3 separate regions of the Mus musculus genome follow, and all the other regions are linked to region 2. The links are chromatin contacts, called in public Hi-C and HiChIP or PLAC-seq maps. All regions are on one chromosome and are shown on one strand. Each heading gives the region's core, a stretch centred on a gene start, on an enhancer-like site or on the middle of the called end of the contact. The rest is flanking DNA. Distances are from core to core; before and after follow the strand shown.

Region 1 (4,781 bases), core at 1,552-4,051, 180 kb after region 2:
CTAGGCACAACCCAGAGTGAAGCTAATCCTTTGAGTGCACACATACTCTACCACAGTCTGACAAGACCACCTTCACCCCAGTCACTTTGTAACTCCACACTCTCCTCCCATGATGCAGAAGCACCCATATTAACTAGGAGTTCATAGCATGGACCATATTCTGTGCAATGTCTATCGTGCTCAGAGGAGGAGTGACCGGGCTGAGCTTTAGGAACAGTCAGAAGCCACAGAGGACAAGTGTCTTTGGAGGCTAGCAGGTGGAACCTAAAAGAAGAAAGGGAATTTTCTCTCCTTTCATCAGTTCAGTACCTCAAAAAGTTACCTCAGATGAGCAGACCCCAGAGTCTTTACACTAATGACACCTTCTGAATGGTGTCTTGTCCGAAGAAGATGTTGGAGGGTACAGTTAGAAGTGTGGAAACTCTGACATATATCTTTATAATCAGTCTCTCAGCCTACACACTGTCATATGTTTATGACAACATTTCACAGGAAGGAAGCCCACTTGACTTCTTTCACGAAAATGGTTAAAACAGTAATGAGATAGTTTGGGTCACTCCCTGACAACCCCTTCCTTAGCGTTCTTACAACTGGGCTCCGTGTTACCTGAAGCATCCAAGCATCCTTCAGGATGTCCCACGTCTTACACTCATCTCACGAGACAGCTGGGTTTCCCCAGTGGACTCCATCTCATGTGACAACAGAGCTGAGACACACTCTCTCCACCCCTAAGACACGGACATTCTTTGGCCTGAATCCTTGCTCCTTCAGGATTGTCAAGTTAAGCTGTTTATTACCAGTGTCTGTGCTAGCAACTGTACAGAGATGCCTGGGTATCCTGGCTAGGTGCAGATATCTCAGCAGAAGTTAGATGAGGAGAGCCACTCCAGAGTGAGGCCGTGGGGAGAAACACACCAAAGGACAGACATGTACAGAGGAGAGCCATGCACAGCGCCAGCCACTCAGGGGACTTGCTCAGCAGAATTGAGGTCCATTTTAAAGACCTTCCTGGAGGAGGGGATGGGAAAATCACAGGGCTTTTCTAGAAGCCCTTAAGAATAGGCTGGATTCCTCCCCCCAACCACGATTTCTGTACTTTTATTTTATGTGTATGAATGAGTGCCAGCATATGTGTCTGTGCACCTTGTGAGAGCAGTGCATCAAGAGGCCAGTAGAGGGCGTTGGTGCCCTGATATGAATTGCAGGCGGTTGTGCGCTGCTGGGTGAGTGCGGGGAGCTGTAAGAGCAGCACACACTTAACCACTGGGCCGTCTCTCCAACCACCTTGTTAATTTTGTTTTTGTTATTAATCTTTAGTTAGCATAAAAATAGCAGGTTTCACGATGACATTTCTATGTATATAAACACACATGTATATGTATATGTGTATATGTGTATGTGTGCATGTATATGTATATAGTATTTTGCTCATATTTATCTCTAGCACTCTCCAAATCCCCTTACCTCACTGCCCTCCCTCTGGTCCCCCTTCTGTTGTAAGAACATATTTATCTGGCTTTTTATTCATCAGATACACACAGACAGTGATGAAGGGTATTGGTGGTCTTTTCCCCGTGTTCTCTAGAATAGCAAAGGTGAACTTGAAACTCTAACTTAGGTGTCAGGATCCAGAAGGCCCTCGGCGATAAAGGGGATGCCATCATGTGTTGCTCAGTGGCCCCTTCTTGGATGATTTAACATCAGCTCTTAGATGCCATTTGCTGTGACATAAGATGTCCACTTAAGTGGTTGTGTGTGTGCATATGTGTGTGTATATATGTGTGTGTGTGTGTGCACATGTGTGTGCATGTGTGTGTATGTTTGTGTCCACTTTGTAGTCCACCACAGCCTCAGAGTCATTGCAATTCCCCTGCCTCAGCTTCCTCAAAGCCGGGATTATAGGTTGTAACCACCACACTGACTGTCACTACTTTGAGAAGTAGGTCCTATGGAGCCAAGAAGGCAGCTTTCCTGTTGATTCTCAATACCACTCTCTGCTTCGGAGGGTCAAGCTGTTTGGTTCCCAGTGAGTTTGTGGTCATACCAGCGGTTACCCACTGACTTCTCATCTGCCTAGCTTATCTGATAACAGGCAAATGGGGAAGAGCTTTTAATACCCCCTGAAAGGGGAAGGAAGATGGGCACGCAGTTATTCACATCGTGGAACCAGGCCAGGGCACATGACTCCAAGAAGGAAAACTATCTCCATGCTGGACTCTGGTGTCCCCTTTGCTTTTGAATCTGGTATTTCAGCTCTCTGTGCCCATCTTTCTGTGTGTCTCTGTCTGACTGTGTGCCTCTGTCTGTGTCTGTCTGTCTCTCTGTCCGTCTCTGCCTGTCTCTGTCTTCCTCCGTGTCTCTGTCTCTTTCTCCTTCTCTGCCTCCCTCCCTCTCTCCTCTATTAAAACCAGGTCACAATAGCCCATGACGCAGAAAGACAAGAACTCTAGGTTCCAAATGTGTCATTTTCAAGACAGTTTAGTTCAAGACCAGGGTCTGCAAGCCTTGCCATTCCCCCGACTCCCGTAGCGCCCCCCCCCCCCAGGTGTCAGCAACCCATCAGGCGTCAGGGTTCCCTGCTACCCTCTGATCAGCTCTGCACTGCACTAAGGAGTTTTTTATGGAAAGCAATGGTCCCAGTGGCTGAAGGGTCCAGCAAGTGGCTGGTAGAGCCAGCAAGGAGCGATGGAGGGATGGTGTGAGGAGGAGACAGGAAGGGAGGCGGTGACACAGGCCTTCACAGGGCCGCTGCAGCTAGGAACTGCTGCAAAAGCAAGCTGCCCACGTTATCAGTGGCGCGCAGGCCTGCGGTTTTCTCGCTCTTGCAACCCGGCTTCAACTGCCGGTTTATTTTTCGACAAACAGGATGCCTCCATCTGAGGCTGTCAGCATCCCAGGCTCTTTGAGAAGAAAAGAGGTAGTGAGGGCCCCACCCTAGAGCCCAGCCGGGAGGGGTGGGTGAGAGGTCCTGTTTCTAGATGCTTCCCAGAGAAGTGAGAACCTAGCAGGTGCAGTGGCCAGGGTTCAGGAGCGTGTCAGGAAGGGTGGGGGTGGAACTTACACCTCCCACCCCCACCAGACTTAAATGGACTCCCCACCTCTGCATGGGTCCCAAGGCTAAGAGTTCCAACTATAAGGGGATGGACAGCTTGGGCATGGAGAAGCTTGCTTCTGAATGCCTGTGCAGAACACTTGAGAGCCACCAAGTGCTGATCCTCTGGTCCACAGACCAACCAGTCCTAAGATGGGAAGTGCTAGGGCTGTTAGCATGAAAATGCTTAAGGATGCACAAGGATATAGTGGATGGGAGAGTGTGTGTGTGAATTTATTCCCTGGTTTTATGAGAGCTACTTTGTTAATGGGAAATGGAGTTTCTTTATGTTCTAGAAGGAACGGGAGTTTGAAGCAGGGAAGGGATTTGAAAATCTCAGCTAGAGAGATGACTCAGCTGTGAAGAGTGCTTAGTGTTCTTCCAGAGGACCAGAGTTCTCTTCCCAGCATCCACCTCAGGTAGCCAAGACTGCCTCTAACTCCAGCTCCAGAGTAATTAGGTACTTCTGGCCTCTGAGGGTATCTGCAGTCACATAAAGACACGAGAGTACATGTGCCCTCACACAGGCACGTACACGCACACAGACATAGAAACACACACATATATACACAGAAACACACATACACATGAAGCACACACACACACACACACACATACGTTCATGCACACACCACACATACAGACACACAGGAGTACAGATATCTACATTCATGCACACACACATCCACAAACACACACACACACACACACACACACACACACACACACACACACACACACACACACACACAATAATAAAATCTTTTTAAAAATCCTAGCTGGGAACGCCTTCAGAAACGGGAGAACCCAGATCAGTCTTTCATCCAAAAGATGGTAGGATCTGACAGAAAATACTCCGAGCTGTGCAGCCGAGCCAGAACCCTGTTTGTCCCGGGAAGCAGACGTGTCTTCCATGCGGATCTTCACAGACATAGTTTTACAGAAACTGGGTTGTAGTTAATGGCTCAGAATTTAGATTCCAAATTTTAGATCCCAAAGCTTAACTTGTTCTCAAATTAAGCCTAGCACTGTGGCCTGAACTTTAAAAAAAATGAATACCCTGAATTTCATATAATTAGCAGTGTCCTATGTGGAGAACTGAGGAAGCCGACTAGGAAATCCACTGTGTTTGGACTGCTCACCAGCGAGAAGACACAAAAACTACCAGATGCTCCGTGTACGCCTGAAGTTACATCAAGATTCCATTTTGACATCACCACAAACAGTCAGGGCTTCCTGTTACAGACTGTCATTCAAAGACCTTGGAAGCTACAAGGACTATTAAGGTACTGAGTTTCGGGCTCCCCCAGACTTGGGGTTTCTCAGGTGAGCTGTAGAAATTTGTACTGTCAAGCCAAGGACTCGGCGGTATGAAAAGTTCAAGCAACTTTACTGTGGCCTTCTGAGCACAGGCAAGGTTGCCCCTGGCCTGGTCTGATGCCTTTCTTGCATTGCTGATGTCCTGCTGAGTTAATTTTTTTTATTTACAGAGTGTTTTGGGCCTAACTTTGCCTCTCTACCTAGATGGCAAGTTCTGGAAGGCAGTTATAGGTAGTTTCATGCTGGCATGGCAGGTCATTTTGTAGCAGAGAGTCACATGCGTGGACCACCCCAGCAGATCTACGGATGCTCTTGACTGCTAAGTGAGCTAACAGTCTTACCTACGTGGCTTTGGTTTCAGAAGAAGCTG
Region 2 (4,619 bases), core at 877-3,376:
GTTGTCCTTTGACCTCCATATGTACAGCACAGCACACACACACACACACACACACACACACACACACACACACACACACAGACAGGCACATACACATGTACACACACAGAGACAGAGAGAGAGAGATAGACAGACAGACAGCACACACACAGAGACAGGCACATACACATACATACATACATACATACATACATACATACATACATACATACACAGACATAGAGACAAACAGACATATACATAGAGAGAGACAGAATCATATACATATATACACAAAGAGAGACAGCAGACACATACATAAAAGAGAGACAGACAGACAGACATGTACACACAGAGAGACAGACACATATACACACCATATACACACATGCACACATACACACACACAAAGAGAGAGAAACAGACACATACACGCACAAACACACATACACACACACAGAGAGAAGGGGAGGGGAGGGAGGGAGGGAGGGAGGAGGAAGAGGAGAGGGAGAGGCACACACATATACACAGAGAGAGACACTAAATTTAAAAATGTAAACAAAAGTTTAAATATAAGTAACATATAACAATTAAGGAATAACATTATTTGATTGTGGGCTTAGTTTTTAAACTCTACAGCAATTATTGAAGCAATTTTAAAATATTTATTTATTTATTTATTTATTTATTTATTGTTTAATGCATATGAGTGTTGTATTACTTGCATCATATCTGTGTACCTCATGCTTGTAGTGCCTAGGGAGACCTTAATCGTGTGTTGGATTTCCCTGGGATTGGAGTTAACAGACCGCCTTTAGCCACTAGTGGTTACTAGGAATCAAACCCAGGTCCACTGGATGAGCATTCAGTGCTTTAATGTCTGACCCAGCTCTCTAGCTCCCACAAAACTATTTTAAAAAAAAAATCATTTTCCTACCCGATAGGCAATAAACAAGCTAAAATGAAGTCACATAAAATGTTTCATTCCATTCAGAGGAGGCAGGAAAGCCGGGGGTGGGACTAAGAACCAGGTGCAACAGGCATAAAAGTTAGACCATGGCAGATCATAATCCAACTGTATCTATAAAGGTGAATTGTCTAAATCTACCACAGAGGTTGTCAGAACAAGCTACAAATAAAACTTAACTACCTGACGCATACAAATGGCTCATTTAAATGTAGATTCAGATAGGGCAAGCATAAAAGGGTGGAGAAGCTGTGCTAACACCAATCCAAGGAAAGCCCGAGTTGCTGTATCAAGTTTTCTACAAAGCCGATTGAAGATGGAGCTTTTCAGGGATAAGAGATAAGTTACGTTATGATAGTACGGAAAACCAAAAATACATTTTCCTTCACAGGTGTCCCGTGAACAAAGGGTCTCACTAACTGCAATACAAGGAAAAGCAGACAAACCCATCCTTACGGCAGGAGACTTTAGCACCCTCTTCCAGTCACCGATAGACCATGCAAGCAGAAATTCAGACTCGGCTGACCTGGACAGTATCAGTTTGACCTACAGAACACCGGTAGGCCGCTCCTTTCTTCTGAGGCACACAGATCACTCGCTAAGGCAGACTACACTTGAGGCCACAGAAGACTGCTTGGGTTTGAAGGCATAATCATACAAAGTATTTCCTTAGGCCACAAGGACTTAAACTAAAACCAAACAACACTCTCCCCTCCCCCGAAAAACAAAACAAAACAACAACAAAAACCAGTAACAGAAATATTACTTAGAAATCTTCAAAAATTGGAGATTATCTGGAGATGCCATAGCCACCAAATAAGAGATCTGAAAAGATATGTCGACTGTCAGTTACTTAATGAAAATGAAAACACCAACATTTAGGGACTGGAGACGAGGCAGCTTTGGAAGGGAAATTTCTGGTTCTGAAAACATATTTGAAAGGAAAGCCAGAACGCCAGTAACTAATGCGTATGGGGTGAGGAGGGGGAAAGAATGCCCCACACCCGAGGCAAAGAGAAGTAGCCGTATCTAAAGTGATCAATGAAGCTCACTCCAATCAGAAGAGTAAATAAATGTTCCTGTTTCGAAAACTCAAAGCATCCCGATTCAGCCTTGTGCCCTCCCTCCCTGTCCAAGGAAAGGACACGCGGGGACATCAGCCTAGTTCACTTGAGCCTTTGGTGGCCCTGGCACCTGACCTCACAGCCTGGGTTTTCTGGGTCAGGACGTTGGGGCTCTGCTGTAGTCAGGGCTCTGTTCCTTGAGTATTTGGCGGGCATCTCTAAAACAACAAGCCGTTCACCCTCGATCCATTGAAAATAAACAGTGGGCCATGCAATGCAGGGCCACTTGCTTCTTAACGCGCAAAATCTGCTCTGAGAATGGATAAACCCAAGGGGCCTGTTCTGGGTTTTTCCTTAGAAGACTCCCCCTCTTTCTGCAAGGCAGAAGGCAGAGTCATCCTCAGGGCGCCCTCCCAGTGCAGCTCAGTCATGGGTAGCTGGTGTAATGCCCTCTCGGATGCCTCAGAGAACACAACAGGATGTGAGTCAGGACACAGAGATGTTGAGTCAGTTTCCAGGGTGATGTGTCAGGGCGAGCCCCAGGGGAGGCTTGCACCTTCTCATTTGGGACCCTTGTGAAGAAAGACCCAGGATACCTTGTGTAGGAAAGTGGTGGCGCCCCCAGATGCTTGGAGGATGCCCCACCCCCACCCCCCACTCTGCAATGTCAGCTTTCACAGCCCTGGTGTTGGGCAGGTGACCCAACTGAAAGGCTGCTTGCCTCTGGTGGTTTTGAGCAGTGTTTCCTTTGGCTTCTGCGGTGGGCAGTAAACCCACAACAGCTCCAGAAGTCAGAACAGACAGGAGTCACCCCAGAGCTCCTTCCCCCAACCCCCACTCCCCAGGTAGCCAGCACTGGATTAGCATCGCCTAAGCACACCAGTGAGAACCAGTGATAACAGGAGTCAGTTCCCACCAGTTCTGGATCCTGGAAGAAAAGAGGGTTGTGAAAGAGCCCTGGGATTTGCCAAGCATTTGTCTCCCACTGGCTGCAGACATTTTGGTTAGTCATGTGCGTCTCGGCTGCGGTCACTGTTCCAACGGTTACTTTGAAGGGAGGCATCCAGAGTGAGCCAGGATGGAGACCTGCCTGGTAAGGCTGTTTCAAAGGCCTTCGGGGTCTGAGGGACCCATTCTAAATGACATCTATAGACCCAGGAGGTGACAGGCCACCTGAGAAAGGGAAGAAGGAATTGTGTGGCTTCATCTCCTGTTCCGGTACCCAAATTCCTCACTCATCCCGGGGAGGCCTCCTGACTTTGTGGTCAGGATGCTACAAATCTGAAATGCTTATTCCCAACATCAGGGACACTCCTAACCCCGGTGGCTCGCCCCAGAATCCTTTTCCTCCCAAATCTCTGTTTCCTCATTTTTTAAAAATGGGGTTGGGGGGTAACCAGACTCACCTGCCTCCCAGGTGTGAGAGTTAATTAATGTTTGTGGTACAGCTTTGAGATCCACAGATGAAAGGCTCTCTATAAATGCAAAGTGCTATTCCTCATTAGAGCTGCCAGACAGTTCCCAGGGGAAATAGCTCAGCCCTCGCCACGAGGGAGGCCTCTCCTCTCAGCCAGATCAGTCTGAGACAGGTCTGGAAAGGGCTCTGTATTTAGGCAGAGTCCTCCCTGTGCAAGGGTTCAGGGATAAGTCACCCGCTTCTAGAAAACACGCTGTTTTCATAACACCTCTCATTCTCCGTTGGCACCGTCTCTCCTCCAGACAGAGTGGCCTTTGGCGTCCAGACAGAACTGTGCTTCTGAGGGCACCAAAGGCCCCGTCTGGTCTCTGCAGTGTCCTTTCCTGCAGATAACTTATTTCGCCGAACTTTGTTAAAGAAGCCCCACCCCGACTCCTCACCGCACTGCACGAGCTGCCTGCACCTCTGACGTCCACTTATGTTTTCTAGGCCTGTAGTCAGGCTCAGCCACCATGTGGCAGGTGCCATCCTAGGAGCGCCTGCTGAATCATCCTCTCCTCCATTGCTTTCTCCTCTATAGAGTCTCGAAAGGCTGAGGGTAAAGATGACTTCCTGTCCCCAGCCCCCAGTGGTTCTTCTCCAGCCTCATATTCGTCCTTACTCCTCCCTTAAATAAGGTGAGGAGAAATTCACTGTCAGGTGTCAGAGGCCCCAGGTAGTTTAGTTTGGGAGCTTGGGCTCAGCCCTTTGTATGGAGGGACAAGACTGTCACTCATACAGAAGCTGTTGACACCTCCTGTGGGAAGCTGCGAGTGAGCGAGCGGGAGGACCTCATGCCTCTGGGTGTCTTACAGAGTGGAATGTACTGACAGTAGCACACACTGCAGGCTCTATTCATGTGGCTCAGGTCAGGGGATGTTGGAGATGTTGGTCCGGGCTGCCTGCAGAAGGTGGCTTGTTCTGTCCAGCTTGCTCTGGGCTGCTGCTGGGTCTTCAGGGGAGCACCAACTGTCTTTTGAAAACTGGATGCAGTAAGAGCTGGCCCTTGGGCGGTCACATTAAGTGAACAGCTGAGACTTTATGAGGGTCCTTAACATGCCTTAGGGTGATGGTAGGCACCAAGAAAGGAGTGGCTATTCTTCTTTGGAATTGCAGAGGGTGGTGATGATGGATCTATTATTACCTGTACAAT
Region 3 (4,805 bases), core at 486-2,985, 240 kb after region 2:
AGGCAACCCGGGTGGTTTCTGCTTCTTCTAAGAACCAGGTCTGGTCTCGCAATCTCCTTTGCAGCTTTGATCTTCTGACAATGACTCTCTGTGGCCTCTATTGCTGACTGACAGGGAGGGGTTTAGTCAAGCTGGTCAGTTCCAGGGGCTTGGTGAAGCTGTTTGGAATGGGTTACCTTCTGGTTTTAAGGGCTTTCCGACAGGATGGAATGTTTCAATCTTGAGGAAAGTGCTATGCAATTTTCATAAGTGAAGTACAGACATGAGTGGTAAAGCCACATGTAAGGAATATTATTAGGGACATGAGAAACTCTTACAAGCATTATTCTTAATAGCCACAAATGTTAAGCAATAGAAAAATGGATACAATGCGTGATCATAGAATGGGATACCATGCAATAAAATAAGTGAATAAACGAGTTGTTGGTACACAGAGGAATGTCACAAGTTGAAAGTCGAGGCAACCTTATCTCATCATCTATATAAATTTTACCCAAATGCACACTTAGGCAATGCTGAGAGTGCAAACATGTTTATGTATAGGTATTGTAATAGTTACTTGACTTGTTTCTATGATAAAGTACTCTGACAAAAGCATTTAAAGGGGAAAGAGGTTATTTTGGCTCACAACTGGACTGGAGCACATCCATCTGGGCAGAAAAGTCATGTGACCTAGAACTAGAGGCAGCTGGTCACCTGCCATCCTCAATCAAGAAGCAGAGACCAGTGAATGTCATGCTCAGTTCATGTTCTCCTCTCTCTCTCTCTCTCTCTCTCTCTCTCTCTCTCTCTCTCTCTCTCTCTCTCTCTCTGTTATATATATATATATATATACATACATACATACATACTGGAACTTCAGCCTAGGGAATAGTGCCACCCATGGTAGGCAGGTCTTCTCACCTCAATTAAACTAATAAAGATAACACTTCACCCACCCTCCAAAGGCATATGCAGGAGACCCATCTCCCAGGTGATTTTATATTTCAGCTAGTTTACAATCAAAATTAAACACTGAAGGCAGCAAAGGAGAAATGGAGAGTTTTGGAAAGTGACAATGTTTCCTTTTCTTATTTGTGTGCTGCTTTATAAGTTTGGCCATCTTGTAATTAATCAAGTTTTACAAAATCTGCATCTATGTCTATTTTTATCTATATCATTTATATATCACTTCAATCAAAGTTCTCACCTAAAGACAATAAAATCCTATCAGGCAGTTTTAACGGATCTTGGCCAAAGGTTCAATTTTCATATTACTGCAGTAGATTCATTTTGCCCAACAGAAAATGGTCAGGTTGTAATTTTAATTTAATTTTCTGTGAGAAAAGTAATCACAGGTCAGAATAAACATGTAAAATAAAAACGCCTGTGACTCCTTGATGCTTTTAGTTTTACTTGGATTTCTGTTGCAAATACATATGGAAACAAAAGAAAAAGTTCTGTAGGTTGAATCAGTCCATTAAAGAGTTTTAATTTTTTCCTGAGTTTTGTTACCAAGTAAAATCATGAGGTCAGTTCTTTACAATAGAGTCATCTTCCCATGCCCAAAGCACACGGACACATTTCATTTTTGTTCCTCTTTATTTAAAATGAACAGTGGGAGTTCAATGACAACTCATCTTCTGTAATAACTTCGCAAAGCAGGCTGGGAAAGAATGACTCCACTTCCTTGTAATGATGAGAACACTGTGCTGTGTGGGGCTGCTACCATGGTGATGAGCCAACTGTACTGTGTGGTGCTGCTACCCTGGTTCTTGAGGATCACACATAGGGTGAGATCAGGAGCTAGGATGCAGAGGTGGGGACAGTGGCTGATGTGGGGTTTCCCCCTCATCTAAATGTTCTCTGGGTCTGGGGTGAGAAAATTCAGAGTCCTTGGTTTCTGCTCAGCACTGGCAAAGCTGTGAAGGTGAGCTGTGTGCTAGGGAAGGTTCAGCTGCTGAAGTGTGACCTGAATCCCATCCCTAGAATCTATACAAAAGCATAGAGCTTGGTGGCTTGCCCTTGTGAGCCCAACACTGAGAGTCAGGAAAAGGAGGATCCATGGGGCTAACTGGTAACGGGTCTGAGACGACTTCTCAGTGAGAGTGGATAACCTTGTCATGTCCAAGGCTGTCCTATGGCTGCCATGCATTTATACAGACTTACACACACACACACACACACACACACACACACACACACACACACACACACACACACTCACAGACACTCACATACTTTCTCACACACACAAACACACACATATGAACACTCATCAACACACACTCATACTCTCACACAGGCACATACACACACACAGTCACACACTCTTACACACAAACACACACATACAAACACTCACCAACATACACTCATACACACACACACACACACCCACACACACACACACACACACACACACACTACAAAGAAGGAATGTCATCATTAGACAACTCGGAATTGACCTGTTGAAGACCTAGAGAGAGACATGACTGGTACCCAATTTTCATGAATAGATCCTCAGGAAGTTGTAGAAGAATGAGCCCAGTCTGATGGCACAGACTTGAATTCCCAGCTCCCGAGAAAGCTGATTTAGGAGGATAGTGAGTTCAAGGTCAACCTAAGTAATTTGGGGAGAATTTATGTCAGAATAAAAAAATCCATAAGATCTTGGGGTTTGGTTCAGTAGTAGGGCTTTTGGATGGCATACTCAAGACCCTGGGTTCAACTCTAAATATTGTAAAAAATAAAAGTAGAAAAATGAGATATTCTGTTCTATATTTGTATTGACTTAAAAGGCAGAAAATGAAAAGTATGCAGAATAATATAGTGAAAACCTAGTTTCAATATGACAAATCTGTTTCTTAAAAGGTTCCACTGTTCCATAAAGCAGAACTTAAAATCTACCAACCCCTCTGAACTGCTTCCTGGTGTCCTTTGTCTGGAAAATCACTGGGAGGACTGCCTTGTGAGAGCGTAGAATATCCCGGAGTGCGGGAGGAGGAGGGGGAGCATGGGATCTGGAGGAGCATGGGGAAGTGGAGGAGCATGGGGAGGAGGAGGGAGAAAGACAGCATGGGAAGTGGAGGAGCATGTGAAGTGGAGGAACATGGGGAGGAGGAGGAAGAAAGAGAGCATGGGAAGTGGAGGAGCATGTGAAGTGGAGGAGCATAGGGGGAGGAGGAGGAAGAAAGAGAGCATGGGAAGTGGAGGAGCATGTGAAGTGGAGGAGCATAGGGGGAGGAGGGAGAAAGAGAGCATGGGAAGTGGAGGAGCATGGGGAAGTGGAGGAGCATGGGGAGGAGGAGAAAGAGGAGGAGGATGGAGAGCATAGGAAGTGGAGGAGCATGTGAAGTGGAGGAGCATAGGGGGAGGAGGGAGAAAGAGAGCACGGGAAGTGGAGGAGCATGGGGAGGAGGAGAAAGAGGAGGAGGGGCGAGAGTATGGGAAATGGAGGAGCATGGGGAGGAGGAGGAAGAGGAGGAGGAGGAGAGAGAGTATGGGAAATGGAGGAGCATGGGGAGGAGGAGGAAGAGGAGGAGGAGGAGAGAGAGTATGGGAACTGGAGGAGCATGGGGAAGTGGAGGAGCATGGGGAGGAGGAGGAAGAAAGACAGCATGGGAAGTGGAGGAGCATGTGAAGTGGAGGAGCATAGGGGGAGGAGGGAGAGGAGGAGGAGGGAGAGCATAGGAAATGGAGGAGCATGGGGAGGAGGAGGGAGAAAGAGAGTATGGGAAGTGGGGGAGCATGGGGAGGAGGAGAAAGAGGAGGAGGGGTGAGAGTATGGGAAATGGAGGAGCATGGGGAGGAGGAGAAAGAGGAGGAGGGGTGAGAGTATGGGAAATGGAGGAGCATGGGGAGGAGGAGGAAGAGGAGGAGGAGGAGAGAGAGTATGGGAAATGGAGGAGCATGAGGAGGAGGAGGGAGAGCATGGGGAGCATGGGAAAGATAAGAAGAAGAGATGGAGGAGGAGGAAGAACATGGGAAGTGGAGGAAGATGGGGGAGAAGGAAGAGGAGGAGGAAGAGACCAGCTCATTATCCAAACTCAGTGGCACCAAGAGAGACCAGAGACTCCATCCCCTTGGCGTTCTCTGAGGCCAATTGTCAGTGGTCACAATGGATGTACAGATCTCAGCTTCTCTCCGAGCCCCCTGTTCAGATCCTACAAGGATGATGTACCTGCAAACCACCTGTGCTCCTCCCAAGATGAGGGAGTTGGGATGATCTGTGTTGAATTTTAAAATACTTCAGGTGTATTCTCTACAAATTTGAAATATCCTTTGACAAGTCAGACCTTCCTCCCTAGATATCAAATCCTCTATGTTCTGGCACTCACAATCACACATATTTCTTCCACATCCCAGAGATAATTGATCATCCTGCCTGCCTCTGCTACTGGCCATGCCCTTGGTAGTCCACACGGGAGAAAAAAATTCTCCCCTGAGCCCAGAGTAGGTTTCCCTTCTTTTCACCATTGCTAACTCCTATATTCTTTCTGATTCACTGTTGAGCCTCAAGGGTGAGGGCTGTAGACACAGCTGTAAAGGTCATGGTCAGGTTCTGCTGTGGGACCTAAGGGTCTTTGCACTGGTGCTGCCACGTGGATTGGTGAACCGATGCCAACAAGCAGAAAGCATCATGGCTCAAGCAGTGTGGGAACTATGTCATCCTCTTTGTCATCCTTCAAGAGCGGGGGTGGATGGTTTCACCTCTGGTGCAGCAGATGGCTTCTGTCATCAGGGACCCAAGCCTTTTCTATTCTTCCTCTCTGTGGTCTTTGACCAGTTGGACAGGAAAACAAAACTTCATATTTATCACCTCA

Evidence for each region. A called contact is a pair of places that touch in the nucleus more often than the background predicts. HiChIP or PLAC-seq counts read pairs in DNA pulled down with a chosen protein or histone mark.
Region 1: a Hi-C map of myeloid progenitors shows a contact between it and region 2, with 2.6 times the contacts expected there. The contact joins two enhancer-like sites. A contact is called at or near these places in 3 of 484 Hi-C or Micro-C datasets (Th1 cells, bone marrow-derived macrophages and myeloid progenitors), 2 of 115 datasets of contacts at active chromatin or transcription factors (the HPC-7 cell line and acute myeloid leukemia) and 1 of 9 other capture datasets (embryonic stem cells).
Region 3: a contact with region 2 is called in a BATF HiChIP or PLAC-seq map of CD8 T cells, with 11 read pairs. The contact joins two enhancer-like sites. A contact is called at or near these places in 4 of 484 Hi-C or Micro-C datasets (bone marrow-derived macrophages, macrophages, myeloid progenitors and 1 more) and 4 of 115 datasets of contacts at active chromatin or transcription factors (CD8 T cells, the HPC-7 cell line, embryonic stem cells and 1 more).

What each region holds. Positions count from the first base shown.
Region 1 is chr16:92,798,955-92,803,735 of GRCm38.p6, forward strand. All of the region lies in intron 2 of Runx1 (runt related transcription factor 1), which reads right to left. Among named protein-coding and RNA genes, the nearest start is that of Runx1, 25 kb to the right of the region's middle. RefSeq lists enhancers at 2,542-3,074, 2,696-2,930. Within about 2 kb of position 2,802, at least 132 of the 459 cell types and tissues checked have an H3K27ac peak or open chromatin away from gene starts, as enhancers often do. A contact at or near this core is called in the HPC-7 cell line, Th1 cells, acute myeloid leukemia and 2 more, where this site is marked.
Region 2 is chr16:92,618,440-92,623,058 of GRCm38.p6, forward strand. The region is part of intron 6 of Runx1 (runt related transcription factor 1); the gene reads right to left. Among named protein-coding and RNA genes, the nearest start is that of Gm30224, 25 kb to the left of the region's middle. Within about 2 kb of position 2,127, at least 171 of the 459 cell types and tissues checked have an H3K27ac peak or open chromatin away from gene starts, as enhancers often do. A contact at or near this core is called in CD8 T cells, the HPC-7 cell line, Th1 cells and 4 more, where this site is marked.
Region 3 is chr16:92,862,681-92,867,485 of GRCm38.p6, forward strand. No RefSeq gene overlaps it. Among named protein-coding and RNA genes, the nearest start is that of Runx1, 39 kb to the left of the region's middle. Within about 2 kb of position 1,736, at least 48 of the 459 cell types and tissues checked have an H3K27ac peak or open chromatin away from gene starts, as enhancers often do. A contact at or near this core is called in CD8 T cells, bone marrow-derived macrophages and regulatory T cells, where this site is marked.